Linked DNA regions of Mus musculus: regions 1, 3 and 4 are each linked to region 2. A link is a contact called in public Hi-C, capture Hi-C and promoter capture Hi-C data. All regions are on one chromosome and are shown on one strand. Each heading gives the region's core, a stretch centred on a gene start, on an enhancer-like site or on the middle of the called end of the contact. The rest is flanking DNA. Distances are from core to core; before and after follow the strand shown.

Evidence for each region. Promoter capture Hi-C pulls out the DNA fragments that hold promoters and counts their contacts. A called contact is a pair of places that touch in the nucleus more often than the background predicts. Capture Hi-C pulls out chosen DNA fragments and counts their contacts.
Region 1: a promoter capture Hi-C map of neural stem cells shows a contact between it and region 2. The contact joins the promoter of Gjb3 here to the promoter of Csmd2 in region 2. A contact is called at or near these places in 2 of 39 promoter capture datasets (neural stem cells and second pharyngeal arch cranial neural crest) and 3 of 115 datasets of contacts at active chromatin or transcription factors (astrocytes, embryonic forebrain and forebrain).
Region 3: a contact with region 2 is called in a Hi-C map of cerebral cortex, with 5 times the contacts expected there. The contact joins the enhancer-like site here to the promoter of Csmd2 in region 2. A contact is called at or near these places in 3 of 39 promoter capture datasets (cranial neural crest, hippocampal neurons and second pharyngeal arch cranial neural crest), 1 of 484 Hi-C or Micro-C datasets (cerebral cortex) and 6 of 115 datasets of contacts at active chromatin or transcription factors (astrocytes, embryonic forebrain, embryonic hindbrain and 3 more).
Region 4: a capture Hi-C map of embryonic stem cells shows a contact between it and region 2, with 4 times the contacts expected there. The contact joins the promoter of Phc2 here to the promoter of Csmd2 in region 2. A contact is called at or near these places in 2 of 484 Hi-C or Micro-C datasets (both in embryonic stem cells), 4 of 115 datasets of contacts at active chromatin or transcription factors (astrocytes, embryonic hindbrain, embryonic stem cells and 1 more) and 1 of 9 other capture datasets (embryonic stem cells).

The regions. Positions count from the first base shown.
Region 1 is chr4:127,329,362-127,332,517 of GRCm38.p6, reverse strand. Gjb3 (gap junction protein, beta 3) reads left to right here and starts at 1,682. Exons shown (of 2, transcript NM_001160012.1): 1 at 1,682-2,016. Gm40251 (a long non-coding RNA gene) reads right to left here and starts at 3,155. Exons shown (of 4, transcript XR_868156.3): 1 at 2,383-3,155; 2 at 527-630; 3 at 54-176.
Region 2 is chr4:127,986,494-127,989,383 of GRCm38.p6, reverse strand. Csmd2 (CUB and Sushi multiple domains 2) reads right to left here and starts at 1,340. Exons shown (of 71, transcript NM_001281955.1): 1 at 1,113-1,340. The coding sequence starts at 1,314. It also overlaps a transcript of CK137956 not described here.
Region 3 is chr4:127,440,982-127,444,075 of GRCm38.p6, reverse strand. No RefSeq gene overlaps it. Among named protein-coding and RNA genes, the nearest start is that of Gm40252, 25 kb to the right of the region's middle. Within about 2 kb of position 1,290, at least 6 of the 459 cell types and tissues checked have an H3K27ac peak or open chromatin away from gene starts, as enhancers often do. A contact at or near this core is called in cerebral cortex, where this site is marked.
Region 4 is chr4:128,653,348-128,656,141 of GRCm38.p6, reverse strand. It overlaps Phc2 (polyhomeotic 2), which reads right to left and starts at 1,440. Exons shown (of 15, transcript NM_001195130.1): 1 at 1,326-1,440.

The DNA of each region.
Region 1 (3,156 bases), core at 433-2,932, 660 kb after region 2:
TCCTGTCAATGTGAGATGGACTTAGGACATATTATAGTATAAACACAATTCACCTCTTTAAAAACGGCAAAAGAGAGCACTCCGTCTCCCGGCAGGAACAAAGCCCACAGCAGCACACACGGCACCCTCCATGGGTTATAGGAAGTCTCCTCATACTTGAACATGTACAGGTTATTCTGGAAGGAGAACCAGAACCTATTAGCCTGGTGGACATGTGGGCAGTCGTGGTTGCACAATCTAGTGTTTGTTAGTGCCAGCCGTGAACACAGGAGCATGTCAGTGAATGGGTGGTAGGGCCCTAGGATTGGGTGAGCTCACCTGGGACAGGAGATGCTGGGCCTGGCCCAGAGCACCCACAGTACAGGCCTGATGGAAGGTATCCCAGGGACCAGGAAATGAGATGGGTGTCAAGGAAGCTGGGGGTGGAAGGTGCTTCAAGAAGAAAGGCGGGACTCTGTGACAGCTGTTTCAGGAGGTCACGGATTTATTACTGTGTGGGATTTAGCATCGTGGAGATCAGAGTTACCTTGACAAGGCTTTTCTTGTAGCACAGCAGGGACAGAAATCTTCTGGTGGGTTGAAGCATGAGTGGGAGGTGAGGAAATGGGACCAGGCATTTTGCTCTGAAGTCTAGGGAAATAATTGAGAATGAGCAGCAGGTGGCAGGGTCAGGGTCCCCCAATCCCATCACCCAGGCACATTAGCAGAGTCATCCAGAAAAAAAAAAAAAAAAAAAAAAAACAACAACAACAAAACTGGCACTGCCCAGCCATAGTGCTGATAATTGCTCTGCCCATAGCAAGCACAAGGTAGCCTCTGCCACAGGGCTTTGCCGTAGCCAATGCCAACGTCACTGAGGTCCCTGGAGTTGGCTCTGTTACTTCTATGTGTCCCTGGGTTTATCTCGGGGCCTCTCCTTTTCTCTTTTCAATGTAGATCAGAGATCTTTCCTTTGCGTGCTGTATGAATGATATGCAGCTCCTAAGAGAAGCAACCTTGTCTCAGGCGCTCCGCTCAGGCGAACGGGAATCCTTCTGGGTAGTAGGAGACAGTAACAGAGCCTCCTAATGTAGGCTGCCTTTTGTAGATCAGAAGCCCGCATCAATGGATATCGTCCCAGCAAGTGGAATGAATGGTTACCAGGGTCGGGCATCAGTCATCTCTGTCTAGACAGTGAAGCCTCGGGCAAGGTTGTGAGTAAGATCTGGGGATCCCAGGGAAACCCTGGATTTCCGTTCCTGGGGCGATAGGGCTTTTAGGATCTCAGTCCTGGCCCACGAATAAGACTGAACATCTTAGTCTCCAGAGCCCCTCAAGCGCAGGTCTCCCACCCTTCACAAGCTGGGCCTCCCACCCTGCTTCACACTCCTTTGGGCAGACTGGGTCATCTAAAATCTCTCCAAACACCATCCTTGCCCCTGAGATTTCTTTTCCTGGTTGTGTCCCTTCCGGTGGCCAGCACAGTGTGAGCCCCGAAAGACTGTCTCAAAGATACACTGCCTCCCTGGAAAATGCCATCAGGGATGCAAACAGGGCGGGAGGGGGGCCCCCAAGAGCGTACGAAAACTTTGAAACTTTGCAGCAGGCTGGGATCCAAATGGGCAGGGCGCAGACGGGGTATCCGTGGTAACCAGCGTAGGCGTGTCATTTATTGCCATCCCTACTGCCACGGCACTTAACAGTTTGCAAGGTGTTTCACACCCTAATGTCATTGCAGTCCTTGCAACAGCCCTGCCAGTGGCCACCAATGCCCCCATTCCACAGGCGAGCACGCGGAGCCTCCGCAAAGGAGCCTGCTGTTCCCTAGTCAGCGCAGCTGCTCCTGGATTAGAACTTGCATCCCTGAGGCGACTCCGGGCTCCTCCCCGGCCGCCCCTCCTCCACGCTGCCTCTGGCTGTGCTGGCCAGGAGCCTCACCGAGGCCACAGAGCTCGGCTTGGCTCCCGCCTCGTTCCTCCTCTGCTGTGGGTCTTGGGCACGTGGAGCCAGGCTCCCACGGTGGCGGCGCCGCTGACTGTAAGTACCGGGAAGGGGCGACAATCCAAGGCAGCTGAGAACCCCTCTCTATGGGGATCCCCTGGGGGGCTGGACTGGGGCCTGCCCACGCGCCCAGCATGGAGATTTAATGCTGCAGAAGCGCAGGGAAGGAGCACCCTAACCCAAAGCTCTGCTCCCCGCCCCCACTCCCACTTCCACCCCACACACTCATACATACACCAGCATTCTGGAGCAGGTGGCGGTTCCGGACACTGGAAGGTTCACAGAAGGGGACATACACACCCGCACGCGCGCGCGCGCGCGCGCGAGTCACAGGTTCACAAAGCTCCCAAACTGTCTAGAAAGGAAGGAAACGGGGCCCGGGGCCCAAGAGGGGAGCTATACCTTTGGGGCCAGCCACAGTGCTGCGGGGTAGAAAGAGATGGAGCGGTTGGGTCCCGCAGCTGGATAAAAACTGGATTAAAAAAATAGTAATAATCGTTCTAGTAGCTGGAAACGGGAGTTGGGGGGCAACAGGGGATCCAGAACCGGCTCTGCCAGTCCTCAGCACGGGCTAGGCGAGAAATTCTTTTCAGGTGAGTCTGTCTCGGGGTGTGTCTTAGAAGGGACTAGGTAGCCTGCACCAAAATGGGGAGCCCCAGACGTGGCATCCTTAGGGGGTACCGGGTGGAAGGAACTCCTCCTCCCCTTCACTCTCCTTGAGCACTCCCAGGAAGAGCCGGCTGGGGAGGGAACAGTCGAAGATTCTTGCAGTAATCCAAGATAAGAGATAAGGAACAGGGTTAGCGACATTACAGAATTCTCTTGGATTTCTCCCAGCTAGTAAACGCAGTCCTGGCATTTCCTGGGGGGTCAGAATCCAGGTGCTAATCTTTGGCCCTCCCTGGAAGGTTTAAAAGTAAGTGCCAGGACCAAACCCATAAGGGTCTTCACGCTCTAGGGCTTCCCAGATACCCCCATCTAGTCGAGAACTGAGATTCTCAAAAGACAGACCCTGTGGAGGGCAGCAATACTGCCATCTAATTCCTGGCTCGGTTGGTCCTCTGCCGTTCTGCCCAGCCCTCCCACAGCCTCTCTGAGAACTCCACTCTCAAGCTCTGAATTGAGTGTGCAAATCCAGTGCCTACTGAATGAACACTGAGTGATACCAAACTTGAA
Region 2 (2,890 bases), core at 91-2,590:
CAGCATCCAGTAAAGTGAAAACGCAGCTCCAGGCATCCCCGTTTGGACCGGTCCCCCCACGGGCACACGGAACTTTCTAGGTTGTGGCTAAGCATCTGAAGGTGCCGTGGGTAAAGTAGAAGACCAGTTGAAACCAACAACCTTTAGAGCAACTGGGCTCACTAAAGGGTCCACATGCCTCTCTCCCAGGAACTGTAAGCTGCAACCACACATCCATCCTAAAGTCCCGCGACTCTCCACACCCTTCAGGTCTGTCCGGGCTGGCTTAAGGAGATCGAGTCTGCCACCCGAGCCACGGATGCCGCAGCCCAGGCGTTTGGCTGCAGCAGGGCGCGGGAAAGGGCACTTTGGCGCGGAGTAGGAGCCAGTAGAGGGGATGTGTCGGCACGGACCCTGGCAGTGACATTCCCCCTCCTCCCTCCCCACCCGGCACGACCTCCTCCTCCACCTCCAGTGGTTCAACCCCCCTTCAGATCTTCACATGAGCCCTTCAAGAAAGATTGCACGGACCCCCGACCTGGGCGCGCGCCCACCTGCATCCCGCCCCCAGCCCAAGCACCGAGGGGGCGGGCGGAGGGCGTCTGAGGAGGTGGGTGGTGACCGCAGTCTCAGGGCTGTTTGGGCGGGGGCAAAGGCTTTGGTCGGAGAAAATGGGCGGGGGCAGGGAAAGACAGACCCTCCAGACGCGGAGGGGGCGCGCCGAGACTCTCCAACCCCCAGGACGGGTGTGCCAGGCGGAATGGGGAGAGATGGGGGAGTATGGCTCTGGGAAAGTTTATCCCGGAAAAGCTTGGCATCTTGGGGGGCTGGGAGACAGGAGAAACTGAAGCCACAGTCCAGGTGGCCCGCAACCCATGGAGGGGGATGTCTGTCTCCCAGGCCCCCCATACCGGCCGGATCCGGCTAAGTTGTAGCTGGGGTTGGGGACATCCATGAGGGTAGAGGTGAGGATGTGGTCGAAGATGGAGTAGGTGATCTGGGCAGACAGAGAGGAGGATGAGCAGCAGGGTGGGTAATCGGAAGAAGGAAGCCAAGCCGAGGTGGGGGAAGGGACTGGGACCGCGTCGAGGTTGGGTGGGCTCGGGTGGGGCGGGCGGCGCGGTCAGACTCACCCGCGGCAGCCGAGGCACTGAGCAGCCCCCAGCCCAGCAGCAGCAGCAGCGGTGGCGGCGGTGGTGGCGGCGGTGGTGGTGGCGGCGGGCGGCCCCAGCGACTCCCGGTACCCGGCACAAGCGCCCAAATCCCGATTTCGCCGCGAGCCCTCACTGCCGGGCAGCCGCAACATCCTTGCTCCGGTCCCCGCGAGCGCGGCATAGCGCGGCCAGCAGCCCGAGGGAGAGGCTTCGCCCGCCGCCGAGGAGAAAGGAGGTCAGGAGAGCTCTGTAGCTTTTTTTTTTTTTTTTTTTTTTTTTTTTCTTCCTGCTCCGGGAGGGGGGGAAAAAAATCCCGGTACGCGGGAGCCCTGAGCTTCTGCGGCTGGAATGAACCAAGTGTCCGCCCGGCCGGGGAGAGGCGCGCTGCGCTCTCGGAAATGACTCGCTCCAATCCCGCTTCGCGGGGTTCGCGCCGGGGGGCGGGGGGGGGGTGAATTATCCCCGGATTAATCACTCCGGAGCCGCTTCTCCGCCGCTCCAAATGCTGGGGGTGGAGGCGCAGTTAAGGAAAAAAAAAAAACTGGATGGGGGGGTGTTCTTCAGCGCCACCTGCACCCCCTAATAAACCACAAATTACATCTAAAGGGTTGTTTATTCCTATTTGTTCTACAATTGACCAGTTTCTTTTAAGTTCAGTCCTCCGGTTTTCATGTAAAAGATCACCATCAGTACATCCCCTCCCGTGTACACACACACACACACACACACACACACACACACACGCACTCACGCACAGAAACACACACTCTTGCATACTCAGGCACACACACACACGCCTCCTCCACGTTTGGAAATGGGAATACTGTCTGGGGAGAGGTAACCAAAGAAGATTGCAGTTCCCCGGAGTCGTGGGTCTTGCGAGAAAATCTTGGGTACTGGCTTTGAACTTGTAGTCTTGGGTCTGGGGAGGACACTCTGGAGCTCAGCTAGCTGTAGCCCACCCCAGGAGATGGGTTCGTGGACACAGAAGAAGACAGGGTTAAGAATTGAAGGGTGAGTGAAACAGGAGGGGTGGGGGTGGTGAATGGTCCCTTCATTCAGTCCAGGGCAGTCCTACCCCTAGTCTAAGACAAAACCGCAGGGATGTATACTGAGATTGGGGGCGGGAGCGGGTATGGGATTGATGGAAGTGTTGTGTACGAGTCCCTTGAACAATTTACCCTCTAATTTAAGTGACTGGACTCTGCTTGTCCCCCATACCCACCCAACCAGGGCCCCAAACCAGATGAGTTTCTCCCAAGGAAGTGAACCCTTATCTTCTACAGGCTGGTAGCGGCTGCCTTCAGACCCACAAGGGCGCAGCGTAGTTCCCCCCCACACACACACACACACACACCAACCCCCCTCCGCCTCAGCAGCGGTCTCAGGCTGGTCTACCCTAGGCTGCTCTGCCAGTCACGAGGGCCCCTTCGTTGCCTACGCCAAACTCTTGCCTAGGGCGAAGAGACGCCTAGGGAGATGAGGGAGGCCGGAGAGGACCGCGAGCAACATGGCAGGGGGAGAAGGCTCCGCCTGGCGAGCGCAGCGTAAAAGCACCTGCCGATGTACATCCCACCCCACCCCCCTCTGCCAGAGTCACCCAGAGAGGCAGATCTTGCGTTTAGGCAGTCTGGCAATCAAGTGATTTGGCCAAGCTGGCGTTCTGTCATCCTGGAGGCTCAGGAGCCCGGGAACCCTGATGGCGGGCGGCGAGGCCGGGACATTTCCTGGGAAGGGTTAAGAGAGGGACTTCAGGG
Region 3 (3,094 bases), core at 41-2,540, 550 kb after region 2:
GGGATCTTTGCAAAATTAAATATGCTGGATCTTTATCGGAATTGCATTGAATATACAGATCGATTTGGGAATGCAAACATTTTTACATCATTTCCTTCCGATCTATTTTATATATATAAACTTTATATTTCCCCTATGCTGCACCACACGTTTTAGGTTTATCCCTGGCTATTTTATTTTATTGATGCTACTGTAAATGACGTCGACTTTAAGCACAATTCCATCTGTGTGTTGTCCATGTAGAAAATCCAATTAAATTTATGCTGGCTCTACATCCAGAGAGCTTTTATTAGTTCTAATAATGTATTGTCCGATTCTCCGGAGAGTCCCGTGTTTACTATCCATCATCTCAAAATAATGAGTCTGATGATCCCAATCCTTATTTCTTCTTTTACTTTATTGTGTATGATATTTGTCTAGCTCTGTCAGCGGAGACCTTTGGTATATCTTAGAGAGACGTACGTCATCACTGCAGGCAAGGAGCCTGGTTTTGTGTGTGTGTGTGTGTGTGTGTGTGTGTGTGTGGTTTGTCTCACAGAGGATATTCTAAAGTCTCACCTTTAGGCGTAGTATTTAGAGTGAGGTTTTTAGGGGTGATGTGCAGTGAAGTGGAGGAATCGTCTTTTATCGTTGGTTCCCAAAGACTTTTAAAAAGAAGTACACATCAGCATTGGAGTTTATTCCATTGTGTGTGTGTGTGTGTGTGTGTGTGTGTGTGTGTTACAAGGATCTAATTGCTCTCTCCTTTCATTGTTAGTATAAGGAATCACATTGATTTTTTTTTTTATGCTCTAAGATGAACACAACCTTCCGTTCCTTGTGCAGGTTAGCTTAGGGCACGTTAGCATGCTTCTGTACCGCAGAATTCTGTCGGCCGATATTTGGCTCAGAGCGATGCATCTGCGTTCCCCTCCCCTACTGTCAGAATTTCTGCTAAAGATAATGCTAGGCTCACGAAATGGGCTGGGTCGTGTTTCCTCTTTGTCTAGTTTGGAGGTATTGATTTCTCAAATGCTCGCTAGAACTCACTAATAAAATCATGTGGGAGTATCTGGTATTTTCTTTTGTTTAAAAAAAATCACAAAATTGATAATTTCACTTATTTAAAAACTGTAAGACCGTGCAAGCTTTAGATTTCTTCCTTGGATGGCTTCTGGGGTTTATATTTCTCCAGAAAATTTTTGCGTCTCACCTACATTTTCCAAATGACTAGCACCAAGCTGCTCGTTGTTCTCAGTGACCATTTGCATCTAAGCATCTTGGGCATGTTCCTTTTTATCCCTCTGTTTTGTCTGCCTCCCGTCTCCCTGACAACTCTCACCAGAGATTTCTCAGTCTTACCACCTTTCACAAACAACTCTCTCTGATGCGTGTCTGATTTCCGTGGGTTTCATTACATTTTTTATATGTATGCATGTACCCATACTATAACCTACATGCAGAGGTTAGAGGACAATTTGTGAGCATTGTGACTCAGGTCATGAAGCTTGGCAGCAAGCACCTTTCCCCTCTGAGCTCTTGCTAGCCTTGACTTCCCTCTTTCGCTGTTATTTTGGTTTTTTTGTTCTTTTCTGCCTTCTTATTTTTGGATCTTTTTTTTCTGCTCCTCATCCTCCGTTCAGTGCAGGTCTTCTCAGCCAGAGGCGGTGTTGCACCTATGATGATCATGACTGGAGACAGGATGGCAGCAGCACACAGTGTGTCTGTTTCAAGGGATTTTGTTAAGCACCCTACAGTGAGCAAGCCCCCTTCCCTACCTCCCTCACTTTAGTAACCAGCTCCCATCTCCAGCCCAGAACCTCAGCAGCGCCGAAGCTAAAGCCAAGCCGTGTTCCAGTTAATTAACTCAGCCTTCTTTTCTGGGAAGAGCACTTAGCACTAGAATCTTCCCACCCAGCACAGCTTTTGCTCCACATCATACATATTTTTAACTTTAAATATGGAAAAATCAACTTGTTCTGGTGTACAGCTCTGCCAGATGCAACAGAGCATAGAGATGTGTAGCTGTTCCCAGTTAGGACTCCACTGTGTCCTCACCCAGGATACACCTGCACGCTGCTCCTTCAGAGTCCATCTCCTTCCACCATGGCGAGCCAGCAGTCCATCCTCTCTCTGAGCTGATAAGTTTCCAGAATATCACATGCTTAGTTTGAGCCCAGCCCCCAAAGGCAGGATTTGGGAACCCAAACCCCATCACAACAGGTGTGGAGAGATGGGCCCCAATGGGAGGTTAGAGCGCAAAGTCTCCACCCTCACAGTTAGATATGCAACAACTCATGGGGAGAGAGCCTTGTTCTCTCTCAAGCAGTCCAGGTCCGGATGCATAGCAGGAAAGCCCTCACCATATGCTACCACCTTGATGTTGGACTTCCCATATACTCCAGAGCTATGAGAAATACAATTTTTCTTTATGGGTAACCTTGTCAGAGGTTTTACAGAGTGTCAACCCAAAAGACTAAGACATCATAGAAACAAAACTGTAAAGTATGCATTTTAGAAAATGGTTTCTTTCACTTAACACTTTGAGACTCAACCATACTATTGCATAACTCAGCCTAGGATTCCCTGTTCCTACAGACTTAATGACTAAATCAGCTGTTTGTGTACAGGCTTCTGTGGCGATCATAAGATTGCCCTTCTTTAGTTACCCAGGGCTAGGACAGCCAGAGCCTGTGGTACATGTGTGGCTAACTTTACAAAACTCTGCCAGGCTGTTTTCCAGCATGGCTGAGACATTTTCATTCATTCTCATCAGCAGAATTAATGCCTCCTGGTTGCTCTTCAGGCAGCAGTGTCGGTAGTGTTTACTGTCAAACAGAGAGATTTCTCTCCTCATCTTACATCAGTCATTTTAAGGGATACAGGCACATTCTGGTCTTAATCTGTGCCTTCCCTACTGACTTGTGGTCAGCATCTCATATGTGCTTCTCTTATGACTTCTTTAGCAAGGCATCTCTTCCAATCTTTGTCGGAGTTGTTAAATGCTTGGTTTTATGGCTGCTGGCCTTCTCTTAGCAACTCTAGCAAGGTCTCACTGGCACACAACAGGAAATAAATGATTTGCTAAGTTTGACCCCTCGTAAAACAGTTGCCA
Region 4 (2,794 bases), core at 191-2,690, 670 kb before region 2:
CCTTTGCAACAAACTCCTATTCATCCTTCAACACTTTGCTGAAGTATGCTCTCTGGGAAGCCTTCTTTGACGTTGCATACATTTAACAGATCCATTCTTGCATCTGTTCTTCTGCTATCACTTTGGCTAACAGTTTGTCTCTTCCACCACCTCTCTGAGGACAAGGGCTAATTATCTTAGTCAGTGTAGCATCCTCTAGACACAACAGCGTGCCTGGTTTATACCAAGTGTTTGTCGTTGTGTTGATAAATACGCAACCTGCAAGTACAATTCGCATTTGATTTGCAAACCTAGGTTTGGTCGCTGGGACTTTTCATGTGGAAGCACGTTTCCCCTTGTTGTGAAGAAACGATTTGAGACTCATAAAGTAAGCTCCGACCATGAGAGCACATTAGTCTGCTTTTCATACCCCAGAGACTGGAGCATTTCCCCTCCACACTAAACCTCCTGGGGCTGGCTTGATATTAGCAGCACAGCTCCGTGCTAGCATTTCTATTGTGGCGAAGGCTAAATTACACCACGAGCCTAATGCGGCCACCAGTCTTAGTGAATTGGGGGAAGGGGTAATTAGAAGACAACATTTCTGTAGCAGACCTAGGCGCGGAGATGGAGGAGGAAGTTGATTTAAACCTAGCCATTAAAAGAATACGCCAGAAACTAAAGCAAAACAGGAGCTTCCTCTGGACACGACAACATACTCTAGTGCCCAAGGTCTGTTCCCCACGGTTGTCAGGTCAGAAAACAGGGGGCAGTGCCTACCTTGGGCACCCCTCCTTCTCTACCGTGGGACCTGCTTTGCTTAAGGAGAGAGCTCTTTTCTTCCAGTAACAACAACCACAGTTTGCTCCCCAACGCACCATCTCGATCTCGCCTTCGATGCCCAGCAACCCCCACCAGGCTTAACTCGGTATCTAAAGTGCCTGTGGCTGGGCTGTCAGGCCACGGAAGAGCAGGCGCGCGGTGGGGAGGCCGGACCCCGGTGTCTCCACAGTCCCCCAGAGGACACGGGCCGCAGGGGCGGGCCTCTCCATGTAAGAAGGCCACGCGCCCCCGAGATCACGCGACTGCAGGGACTTCAGCGGCTCTCCTACTGCCTCCCGCAAACCCTGACTCCAGAGATCGCCGCGGTCCTCATCGCGGCCGGGTCCGCGTCGGCGGTGAACCGGTGTCCACCGCGCTGCCCAGCCTTGCGCCGCAGGGCCCTCTCGCCGCACCGTGACAGCTGGGTGCCCAAAGGGTTAAACCCGCCGCGCGACGCCGGGTGTCCCCCGCGCGCCGCCCCGCCGCCGCCAGCCGGCCCCAGCGCGCACGCGCCCGCCCGTTACCTGCGGTGGCCTCCGCGCTCCTCCTCCACCTGGCCGCGCTCTCCCGGGGCCGCCCCTCAGCCCGCCCCCTCGGCTCTCCGCCGCGCACCCTGCTGGCTGCCCAGCTGTGGCCCGCGGAGGAGGGGCCTGGGGGGCGATTACCATGTATTAGCATACCGGAGAGTGTCACGTGCCCACTCCAGCCAATCGTCACTCGGAGAAGGCGGAGATTGAATTGAACACGCCTTGGTGCTGCTCTGGGACTGAACCGGTGGCCATGGCAACGGAGGGGAGGGCGGAGGAGGGGGCGCAGGCTCTGGAGCCTTGCCATCCCTTTGGAGCATCTCCTCTACCTGAACTCCGCACTGGGACTCCGGGTACTTTTCCTATTCTGCATATGGAGAGCACCTCAAATTGGTCTAGACAGGGAAATTCAGATTCCGGAAAGGCTCTGAACACTTAAACCACGTGCCTCACACTTTTCTGCAGCTAACTCTCTGGTAGCTTTAGGAAGTACATATCATAAACTTAATTTGATACTGGGGCGAGTTTATGCTCAGAGAGGCTCAGCCACACACCCAAAGTCACACAACCACCACACTACATTGTAAAGTGGAAATGTGAGAACATCAGGCCCAGGGCTCTCCTGCGTTCTTCACAATTCCAAGCGGTGGAGGGGAAGACTGTATACAAACAGTCGAAAGAAATTTCATACATCAGCAGTGGAGCACCTTTGCACTGCCCGACAATGTCCTTCTGAGGCATAAACCCGGTACACATATTACAGATGAGGCCTGGGCCAAACAGCTGTTAGGAGCCTATAGTTAATCATTCAATCCATGTGTGCTCAAGCTATCAAAAAATTTTACATCCACTCTTAATTGCACTGTTGCTATGGCCACTTTACTGATCCAGACACTGAACCATCGAAGCTGGGCAAGGAAATGTCCATACTTATTCCTCCAGTACTTCACACATTTAGATTCCAATCCTGGCTTATCCTACTCCAAAGCTATATTCTAAAGGCACCTCATTATACCAGGCTCATTGAACTTAGGTTTAGGCATAAGAACACCTTCCCTAATAGGACTGTCACTCAAGATTGAAATATATTCCGTGACAAGTGGCAAGTGTTGAAGTCACAAAACATAAAGTCACCCAGTTGGTAGGGGACTCTAGGATTCTGTCTCTCTGCCTTCATCTCTGTTGATCTGGTAATTCACTTAAAGGGACAAGCACTCCCATGGACTTGTTTAGTTCAGTGGTTCACTGATTTTAATGTAGCATGGACGGATTACTGGATTAGGCCCTGTGGTTTAAATGAACTATCTAGACACTTTAAGATCATTTAAAATATATAAATATTTCTTCCCACCAGACTGACTTAAAATCCAATTTCCTTCTAAACTGCGACTTAAGAGCACAGACAGAGAGGCAAACCTACTTGGGTTAACATTCTGCTTAGCCATTCATCAGCCGTGTGATCTATG